Linked DNA regions of Mus musculus: region 1 is linked to region 2. A link is a contact called in public promoter capture Hi-C data. All regions are on one chromosome and are shown on one strand. The core of a region is the stretch at or near the end of the contact, and the rest is flanking DNA. Distances in the headings are between cores, read along the strand shown.

What was found. Promoter capture Hi-C pulls out the DNA fragments that hold promoters and counts their contacts.
Region 1: a promoter capture Hi-C map of stem cell-derived epiblast-like cells shows a contact between it and region 2, with 4 times the contacts expected there. The contact joins the promoter of Vipr1 here to the promoter of Myrip in region 2. A contact is called at or near these places in 5 of 39 promoter capture datasets (embryonic stem cells, hematopoietic stem and progenitor cells, liver and 1 more) and 1 of 484 Hi-C or Micro-C datasets (embryonic stem cells).

Annotation. Positions count from the first base shown.
Region 1 is chr9:121,641,045-121,646,237 of GRCm38.p6, reverse strand. It overlaps Vipr1 (vasoactive intestinal peptide receptor 1), which reads right to left and starts at 3,522. Exons shown (of 13, transcript NM_011703.4): 1 at 3,312-3,522. The coding sequence starts at 3,389. It also overlaps a transcript of Lyzl4 not described here.
Region 2 is chr9:120,300,838-120,305,859 of GRCm38.p6, reverse strand. Myrip (myosin VIIA and Rab interacting protein) reads right to left here and starts at 1,787. Exons shown (of 17, transcript NM_144557.5): 1 at 1,660-1,787.

The sequences.
Region 1 (5,193 bases), core at 2,273-4,772, 1.3 Mb before region 2:
GCCACCAAAGCGTCTCTCACTTGGAGATGTCCCATCAACTACTCTCCTCAGAGAGGCCTTGTCACACCCTGAATACACTTCATGACACCTCACTTACTCTGTGGATCTTGCCTTCCCTAGCTAGATAAAAGGTCCAAGCTTGGGACCAAGGAGCAGAGATGACCTGTCACATGAGCCACCCAACATATTCACTATTGTCTCCTCCTTCAGAGTCCATGAAGATCCTGTCTGGACACCCAACCCTGTCTCACTTGAGACTGGAGAAGATCAGGCCTCAGTTAAAAAGTGGGGCTGGTTCCAGCCCAACCCTGCCTTCCCAATTCTCCCTCACACTGGGCCGAGAGTTCGAGTGTCCCTCCAAAGATGAGGAAACCGGGTCCTTCTATGGATATTAAAGATGTTTCTTTCCTAAGCCAACTAGCCATGGCTGTGGGGAGGGGCAGTGTCCAAGGCTGTTGTCCCAAGCTGTGACTCCCACGAAAGCTACAGTAGCCTCAGAGGAGGCTAGATCTCCAGGCTCCAGGATGGGGAGGCAACAAATCTAGAGCGAGTTCGGTCTCTCAGAGTGCTCCGGGAGTCCTGGGCAGACATAACTGAGGTCATCTCTCTGTACCAGAAGGTATTCTGGCTCAGTAGCCACCATGTTTCCTAAAGGTCACAGTATGGTCGGCTGAGGCCAGAAGACTGGGCAGTAGTGAGCAGACCCTGGAAAGGCTGATAGTAATGTCCAGAAAGGACTCCTCTGATGAGGTGTAGCCTCCACCAGCCTGGGGAACACTCAGAGGGGCCAGCCTTGCCTTCTATTCCAGCCATCCAGGTTCTGATAGACGCCAGGCTAGCAAGAGCCGCTTTCATAGTTTGCAGTTGAAGGTTGGCCAGTGGAGCCAAACTGGAGACATCGTCCTGCTTCTTCCTCTGGGTTTCCCTGTGTGTCTGTCACAGCAGGCCTGACCCTCAGTTCTAGGAGTTTGTGACCCATGTCGATTCTGAGGTTCTGGTTGTGACATGACTCTTGCAAGGTAGGGCCTCAGACTGTCTGTAGTCTGAGTGTCCCCACCAGCCTGGCACTGGCACTGGCACCTGTCTGCTGCCCAGGGGGAGGAGCTATGGAAGGCCTTGGGATACACTTCACTTCCTCCTCTGGGACACTGCAAGTTTTCTTTCCTTTTTTTTTTTTTTTTTTTTTTTTTGGCTTCTCTGTTCAAAGATTTCCCTTCCTAGGCCAAGGCAGGGCCCCATAAACAGAGTGATAAGGCTCGGTGCCTTCACTGTGAACTCTGCAGCTGCCATTTTATGACTCTGATAACATGACCCCCCCAAGTCCGGCTGCAGCAGGAACACTGGGTGTCCGTTCCAGGAGGGAGCAACTGAGGACAGGGAGAGGAGAGCAGGGGCTGGGGTCCCCCTCCAGTCCAGAGAGAGAAGAGCAGGGGCTGGGGTCCCCTCCAGTCCAGGGAGAGAAGAGCAGGGGCTGGGGTCCCCCTCCAGTCCAGGGAGAGGAGAGCAGGGGTTGGGGTCCCCCTCCAGTCCAGAGAGAGAAGAGCAGGGGCTGGGGTCCCCCTCCAGTCCAGGGAGAGGAGAGCAGGGGCTGGGGTCTCCCTCCAGTCCAGGGAGAGGAGAGCAGGGGCTGGGGTCCCCCTCCAGTCCAGGGAGAGGAGAGCAGGGGCTGGGGTCCCCCTCCAGTCCAGAGAGAGGAGAGCAGGGGCTGGGGTCCCCTCCAGTCCAGAGAGAGAAGAGCAGGGGCTGGGGTCCCCTCCAGTCCAGGGAGAGAAGAGCAGGGGCTGGGATCCCCCTCCAGTCCAGGGAGAGAAGAGCAGGGGCTGGGGTCCCCCTCCATTCCAGGGAGAGGAGAGCAGGGGCTGGGGTCCCCCTCCAGTCCAGGCTAAGTCCCTTCCCCTCATTTTGTGGACCAAGAGGGCAGCCGAGGCTGGGAGGCTAGTGGAACTGAAGATGGGGTTGGAGTGGAAAGATCAGAGGCAACCAGGGAAGGCTCCCTGGAGGAGGAGCTAGAGTTGGCACCTCCAAATAAGAAGTAGGAAGATGGAATTGGAGGGACTGGGCTCAATCTGTTTCTAGATGGATGGTACCTGGGGCCAGAGGCCTCCAGTGGTCCAAAAACCCCTGGCTTATCCAAAATGGAGTAGCCAGGACACAGAGTTGGGGAAGTTGGAGGGCTGCTAGTGTGGTCTGTGACACTGAGGGCCAGAGTCTGATGAAGCTTGGAGTGTGGGGAGGGGCTGTAAACAGGAGGAAGGGGGCAACACTGTCCAATTCTCAGAGAGCAGCACCTTCTCCGGAAGGGGTTGGGGGGGTGGTGAGATTTTCCAGAGCAGGGTGTGCCAGACACCAGCTAGGAGGAAACAGATTCATGTCCTGATCCCTGCCCTGGGAAAGGTTGTGATTAGGGAGGGACCACGGGATAGACTGCACTAAGGTGACCGACCAAGATTCCCCACTTCCTCCAGGCAGCCCACTTGTTCCAGACCAGAATCCACTAAGGAAAAGACAATCTTGAAGCAACAGCTCCACAGACCTAGAGCAAGGGAAGGGAAGATCACCTCTGTCCAAGTGTGGCTGGCAGGGACAGGTGTGGCTCCTGTGGCCTCATTTTGCCCTTCTGTAAAATGGGTTTAGGGGGTCTCTGAGTCTTGAGGTCTTTCTTAGTCTCAGAGGAGGTGACCAGGTGTCTGCCCCATGACCCTGGTGAGTCTGTCACAGCCACAGGAGCACACCCACACACATGTCTGTGTGGGAGGAAGCCGAGGTCTAAGGTAGAGCAAGCCCCCCTGCTTTTCCCAATACATGCTTTTACCTGCCCACCATCAGCCTATAGTTAGAGGATAAAGAGCACAGAATGAAATTCTCACCAGATCCCAAGGACCCCTCCCCAGGGTACAGGCACTAAGGTCTGATGCTGTGCTGTCTTCATCGCACAAGTTCTCAAAATACCCAGAGAGGCTTCCAGACACAGCCTCCTTCCCACCCGACAGTCTACAGGATCTCCCATCTCACTCGATCGTGCCACCCACAGTTCTCCTCCCCACGTACCCCCACAGGCACTCATCGCAAGGCAAGTCTGGGGCTCCCTCTCGCCCCCAACCTCTTCATCGCTGATTGGGATCACTTCGCGGTGAGCGCTCTAAGATGAGCTAAGAGGGACCCGCCGCTACCGAGCTCCCACGCCTCTGGGCTACAGAAGAGAGAAGACGAGAACCGCGCTCCTGCTGCCCCCCGATGGCCAGATGGTCCCGGATACGCTGCCCCCGCAGTTCCCCCATCCGTGGGATCTGGGTGGAGGGGCACACACTCACCGCGGGTCCGAGGGCGCAGGCGAGGGCTCCTGCCAGCACGCAGAGCCAGCGGGCAGGCGGTAGGCTCGGAGGGCGCATGGTCCGCCCTGAGCCCGCGGCAGGCAGCCGAGAGCGCCTACGGGGTCTGTGGCTAACGCAGCGCGGGAGAGTGGCGCGGGCCAGCGGCCCGGGCGCTATGAGGCACAGCTCCAGGCTAGGGGAGGGCGGCGGGGGCTCGTCTGACGGGCGGCGGGGTTAGCCAATGGCACGGCGGAGGCGGTACCTCGGCGCAGGTAGGGGGCGGAGCCGGGGCCCCCGGGGGCGTGAGCACAGAGTCCCGCTAGAGGTGCGCGTCGTCGGGAGCTGCTAGCTAGCGAGCATCCTCTCGGCTCTCCGATGCGGGGACGCTGGGCTCAACACCGCCCAGTGTTCCCCGCGCCCGCACCTTTCTCTCTCAACCCCGGCTGCGCCCTCGGCCCCTGGCAGTGAGCTCCTCCAGTCTTCGGCTCCAGGGAGTTTAGCTGCCGGCTCCCCGGTTTCCACGTCGGCTTGCAGCCCAAATTCTTGGACTAGAAGGGCCACAGCTTTCCAGGGCTGAAGGCTGGCCTCCGATGGGGTCCAGCGGATCACGCTGTTGGAACCATCTGCGACAAGGGAGAAGCCGAGGGGGCGCAGCCGGGGTCGGGGAGTCCCAACTGGGGGTTCCTCTTGGCCGCCCAGGGCAGGGTGCACTCAGAGCTGGACACGACTTGGCCGGCGCAGCTCGTGAGGGACGAGAAGTCAATGTTCCAGCGCCCCCGCGCGGGGACCAAAGCCTGTACCCTTTCTTGGGCCCAGGCTGCCCACAGACCGGTCTTCCCGGAGTCCCCAGGGACTAGGATCAGGGTGCCAGTGTCCCGCGCTGTGTCTCCAAGATCGGGCGGGCCGGTAGCGGGTGATCTGAGGCTGCTCTCCCTCCGAAGCTTGTCTTTAGGGCTCGGATTATTCGGTGCTAGCGTGGGGCGCGGGGTTACCGACTCAGAGCCCTTCGCGCTACGTCTTAGGGAACCCGTGCAGATGACTTTCCAAGAGCTCGAGTGATCATGGTGAGAAGGTGATGTGGGGGGCTGATGGCGCGGTGGGATAGAAGGTGGGAGGAGGGGCGGAGTTGCAGAGGGCCGCGTGTCCCTGCGCGAAGTAGGGTGTGCGATCCATTTGAAGGAAGTCGCTCTCCGGGCGCTTTCTGGCCAGCAGGAGCGCGGGAATTTCCCGAGGATTCTCCAGCCTTCCCAACCTGCAACGTGGGAAACTAACGCTGTGGGCGTGGCCTTGAGGTCGGTTACAGAAAAGTCTGGAAGCAAACCCCTGGCCTTCCTCCTTCCTCTCCTTCCTAGTCTACCGCACTTCCCTTGTTCTCTCTCCCCCTGAGCCTGAGCCTGAGCCTGAGCCAGGCCTCTACTACGCACCAGGGCATAGGAGGTAAGAGGCACTCCCTGCAATTTCTGCTTCCGGATAGAGAATGGGCTAGTTGTCACAGGCCTTTCTCCAGTTATGGGGTGTCAGAAGAGGGAGCTGTTTAGTAGTTGCCATTCAGTGCTTCAGGGCTAGGATTTCGGGAGTCACTGTGAGCAGGAATAGGGGTTTGCCTCGCTTGTGACCATGGGCACACTCCTCTTAGGCCTTAGGCCTCTTAACCGGGCAGTGAGGTCTTACCAGCTCTTGAGGTGGTATGCTCAAGTCCCAGATGTGAGCTTTGGCTCTCAACCCTGCCCACCCCCATATGTCACCTAGGCAGCTGCAGAATGCTGATATGGGGCGGGGTGGCACGTGCCTGTGATCCCACTGCTCTGTATGCTTCGGGAGGAGGATTCCTGTGGATTTCAGACCAGCCTGAGCAAAATGCTACGGTGCTTCACCTCATGGT
Region 2 (5,022 bases), core at 538-3,037:
CATCTTCAGAGAGACATACATGCTTGACTATATATACACACACATGCCCAGAAACAACCATACACCACGAGGGGGGAGGAGGAGGGGAGGCAATTTCTCCTTAGACCTCCAGAGAGTCCCCAGCTAAAGAGACACAACTTCTAGTTCAGAGGCACCCCCTCCATAGGTGGGGGGAAGATCAGGAAAACAGCTACCCACTGGATTCCAATCTGAAGATGGAAAGCAGTCTTCAAAGCTTTACCAAAACTAAATATCTCTAGAAAAAGATATTTAGATCTGCAAACAGGGTCCTGATGTTGCTGTCAAATCCTTGAAATCACCTCATTTCCATACCACTCCTCCCGAAAGATCCCTTACAACATCTTCCCTCTACCTGGTACCACAACCCCAGCGCTTTTTCACACCGTACCCCGGGAGCCCCAGGAGCGGGGAGGTGGGGGGGAGAGAAAGAAAGAAAGAAATAAAAAAAAAAACGCCTGTCAATTATCCCAGGACTATGTGTAACAGTGTCATCACTGAGTATCAAAACTGCAGCTGGAGGTCAGAGGGTGAGAAGGACATGTGGGAACAGGGAAATGGCAGGGCAGGAGGAACAATCTCTCTCCCGTCCCTGGGAAAGTCTCAAGATAATAAACAAAATGTATATTATAGGTAAGGGGTGGGGCGGATAGAAATGTAGTCCATTTTCAAGGAATTTTAGCGGATGGGAGAGATCTTCAGAGAAAGCTGCTTTTCGGTGTGTCAGCTCCCTCCCTTTGGTGTGTCTTGGAAGAGTGGCTGGGACACACGTCCTGAGGACAAGGTTTATTTGGGAGACCAGAAGCCAAACACAGTCTATGTAAGCCCTGGCGCTTAGCAGAGTCCTCGACTCCACACTCTGCAGAAACATCAGTCAATTGAGTGACTAGAAGAGGATGGAACCTCGGATGCGGCAACTGTGAGCGTTCCCACCACACAAATGCTCCACAGCACGCTCACACGGAAGACAGCCAGACGTTAACCACCCCCCCACCCCCCGAAACCGCTATTGAGACCCTGCGGATGAGCTCGAAACCTCAACAAGTCTCCTGTCTTTGAAGATAGGAGGAACCGAGAAAGAGAGCAGGACGAAGGAACACCTCGCCCAGTGCCTGCCTCACCAGCGCACCTCTCCTCCTCAGGCAACCCGGGGCTGAGCCCAGACGCAGTCTGCCTTGGGGGTTAACGCTGTGCCCTGGCCATGACCTTCGGCGAGTACCTAATTAGCCCCATTTTACAAACATTAAGAGTCTAAAAGAGTCACGTGGTCCATGCTGGCCAGCTGCCGGGTGCGCACCGGGTGGTTTGAGGCGCCCGCCGGTGCGCGGATCCCTTAGCAAGGTGCGCGGCGCACCGCATCCCGAGCGCTACGTGGCCATCGGGGAAACGCAGGGGTCAGCTCCCGCCCCCGTAGCCACGGAAAGAGGCGGATCTGACTCTGTCGAGGCTAAGTCCAAGACCCCACCGTCCCCTCCGCACAGGCAGGCTGGCCATGTCCCGCAGCCCTGGCCCCAGACGCGCACCAGGTGCGGGGGACCGCGCGCGCGACATCTTCAGACACCCACCCCAAAAGTTGCGGCAACGTGGCAGGGAAGCATGGCATCGAGCTGCGGGCGCGGAGGGGAGAGCTGGAGGACTCACCCGGGGTGGCCGGCCTGGAGTGGGTCCGCGGCGGAGCTCATGGATGGCGGCCAGGCTCACAGCCACCGCGCCTCGGATGGCCCCGGGTCACCTGCCGCAGCCTGCGTCCAGCGCGCGATCCCGAGGCTGCAGATCGCCGGTGCGCCCGAGCTGGGGCCGCAGTCACAGCGGGAGCCGGGCAGCGCGGGCAGGACGAGGGCGCGCGGCGCGAGGGAGGCGCCCGCTCCAGGCTCCCAGCCAGCGCCAGCCCAAGCCACTGCGGCCGCCGCCACCTGCGGGCCCCGCTGACCGCCAATCACAGGCGCCCGGGGCGGCGGCGCGTGCGGAGGCGGGGCGGGGGCGCGTGCGGGGCGGCTGGCGGGAGCGGCGGCGACACCAGCGCGCCTGCGCCGGGACACCGGCCGCCTACCCCGCGGGTTCCTCGCGAGCTCCCCGGGTGCGCGGGTGGCACGCGCCGGGAGGGGCGGGGCGCATAGGGAAGAGGCGGGGCTGGGGCTGCGCGCACCCGGGTCGTTGCGGGCTGCGGCGCAGTGCGGTGCGGGGGTCGCGATCGTGAGCACCCCTACTCAACCAGCCCTAGCTTCAGGTCATCCCTAGTATTGAAGTCAGGCTCTGCATCCTTGGAGACCCGCCCGCTTGAAGGATGGGTCACCGCAACCTGGGCCTTCTTAGTCCTAGGAACAGCGCGACCTGCTGGCTCCAGCCTCACCAAAGACTCGTGGCCCGCCTGCATCAACATCTTTCACTTCACTGCCCCCCACCCCAAGGTATTTTTAAGGCACCGTTGTGATTCCGGTCTGGATTACGTTCTTCTCCAGGGAATTTACTGAGCTAGCCACGCTCGCTCATTCAACACACACTGACTACCTCGCACTTGGCTCAGGGGGTTCTAATCCTGTGTGCGCCCCCATAACCGCTGCACCTCTGGGATAGTGAGTCCTGGAATACTGCCAGTGAGGAGTGCTCTGGGGCGCGTGCTTGCAGTCCATGGTCCCCAAAGGATGACAAGGAGTTGAGATTGTCCTGCAATCTAGGGCCGCACTTGCTCATCCAGCAAGCCCAGGGCCCCGGATATTGAGACCAACTACTTAAGCCTCAGCAGCGTCGACTGGGGAACACCTGTCAGTGTCAACTGCCTGGCAGCAGCGACTCCGTCAGAATAAAGCTTCTATAGCGCTACGGCGGTGATTTCAAAATCTAAATCTCAGTTCTAAATCTCATAGGTCAATGAGCTGAGGTCGTGTCCTATGTAAATGCATGCAAGGTAGATGGGGGGGGGGGGAAGCGCCTTTGCGGAGCAACGAGGGAGGAAAATTAAGAACGTGTAAGGCATTAAATTGGTTTCTCTAAAGAAACGGTTTCCTCCCTTGAGGGATTTTTAAACTGCTAAAATGAAAGAAAGCTTATTTTGTGTACATTTTACTTATTTTCCGTTCTAAATCTGTTTATGTAGGCCCGGTTAGTATCCACACAGTCCAACATTCAACCGTTCACAAGACTCCCTCCTACCTTTGTCTGCCAGTGTCTCAGCTCCTGCCACTGAGCACAACCAAAGTGTGCTCTCTCTGGGGGAAAGCTATGTGTTATGATTGTGATGATCAATTGCAACTGTCAACTTGAGACAAACTAGAACCACCTACGAGGTGGTCCTCTGGGCATTCCACCGCAGGATTATCTTGATTATGGGGAGACCCGTCAGCTGTGGGCGGCACCATCCCCTAGGCTGGAATTACAAGATTCCAGGACTGAGTTCAGTCTTCTGTTTCCCAGAGTGCATGTTACATCACCCAACAAAATCCCCCTGCCCTGGGCTGGAGAGATGGCTCATGAGTTAATAGCACGGTCTGCTCTTTCAGAGGACCAGAGTTTGAGTCCCAGCACCCACATGTCAGATCACAACTATCTGTAACTCCAATTCCAGGGAATCCGAAGCCTTCTGACCACATGAAGAAGGCGTGCAAATAGCAGGCAGACCTATATACAGGCAAAATACTCATAAAATAAAAATAAAATACCTATGTACTTCTTGAACAAATCCAGTCTGTACGCACTGTAAAGGCTGCAATGATTTTTAAATATTTATTGTATGTGTTCATGGGCATTCAGATGCCAAGGCATGCACGTGGAAGTGTGAGGTTTTGAATGAAAGTGGCCCCCATAGGCTCATAGGGAGTGGCACTATTAGGAGCAGTGACCATGAAGTAGGTATGCCCTTGTTGGAGGTGTGTCCCTGGAGGTGGGCTTTGAGGTTTCTGAAGCCCAAGCCAGGCCCAGTGTCACTCTCTTTTCCCGTTGCCTGTGGATCCAGATGCAGAGCTCTCGGCTACCTCTCCAGCACCATGTCTGCCTGCACACCACCATGCTTCCTGCCACTACAGTAATGGACTAAACCTTTGAACCTGTAAGCCAGCCCTAGTTAGATGTTTTCTTTTGTAAGAGCACCCATGGGTATGGTGTCTTATCCAGCAATAGAAACCCTAAGGAACTAGACAACATTTGAGAGTTGGTTCTTGTCTTAGTCAGGGTTTCTATTCTTGCACAAACATCATGACCAAGAAACAAGTTGGGGAGGAAAGGGTTAATAAGCTTACACTTCCACATTGCTGTTCATCACCAAAGGAAGTCAGGACTGGAACTCAAGCAGGTCAGGAAGCAGAAGCTGATGCAGAGGCCATGGAGGGATGTTACTTACCGGCTTGCTTCCCTTGGCTTGCTCAGCTTGCTTTCTTATAGAACCCAGGATCACCAATCCAGGTGTGACACCACCCACAATGGGCCCTCCCACCCCTGATCACTAATTGAGAAAATGCCTTACAGCTGGATCTCATGGAGGCATTTCCCCAAGGGAGGCTCCTTTCTCTGTGATAACTTCAGCTTGTGTTAAGTTGACACACAAAACCAGCCAGCACAGTTCTCTTCTTACAGCATGTGCAAAGATTAAATGCTAGGTCACCAGGTACCCTTTATCACTGAGCCATCTCAAGGAACAAAGACTGGGGTATTCCAACAGTTTGTAAGCCAAGAAGATGAGATGGGCAGGGTGGTGAAAACCAGCCAGTGTTTACCTCTTGCACCTGCCCCCTTACTGGGGATTCACACCCCCTTGCTGGGGAGCCACGCCCCCTTGCTGGCCAACAGGGAGCCACTTTACCTCTCAGGGGGCCTTTGCAAATTCTCTGACCTCTAGGAACACACATTCACACATACACACATTTACATACATATACACACATATTCACACTCACACACATATACACACAATCACACACTCTCACACAAATTCACACATACATACTTATATATACATTTACACACACATAAACATATTCACACATACACATATTCATACACACTCACACACAC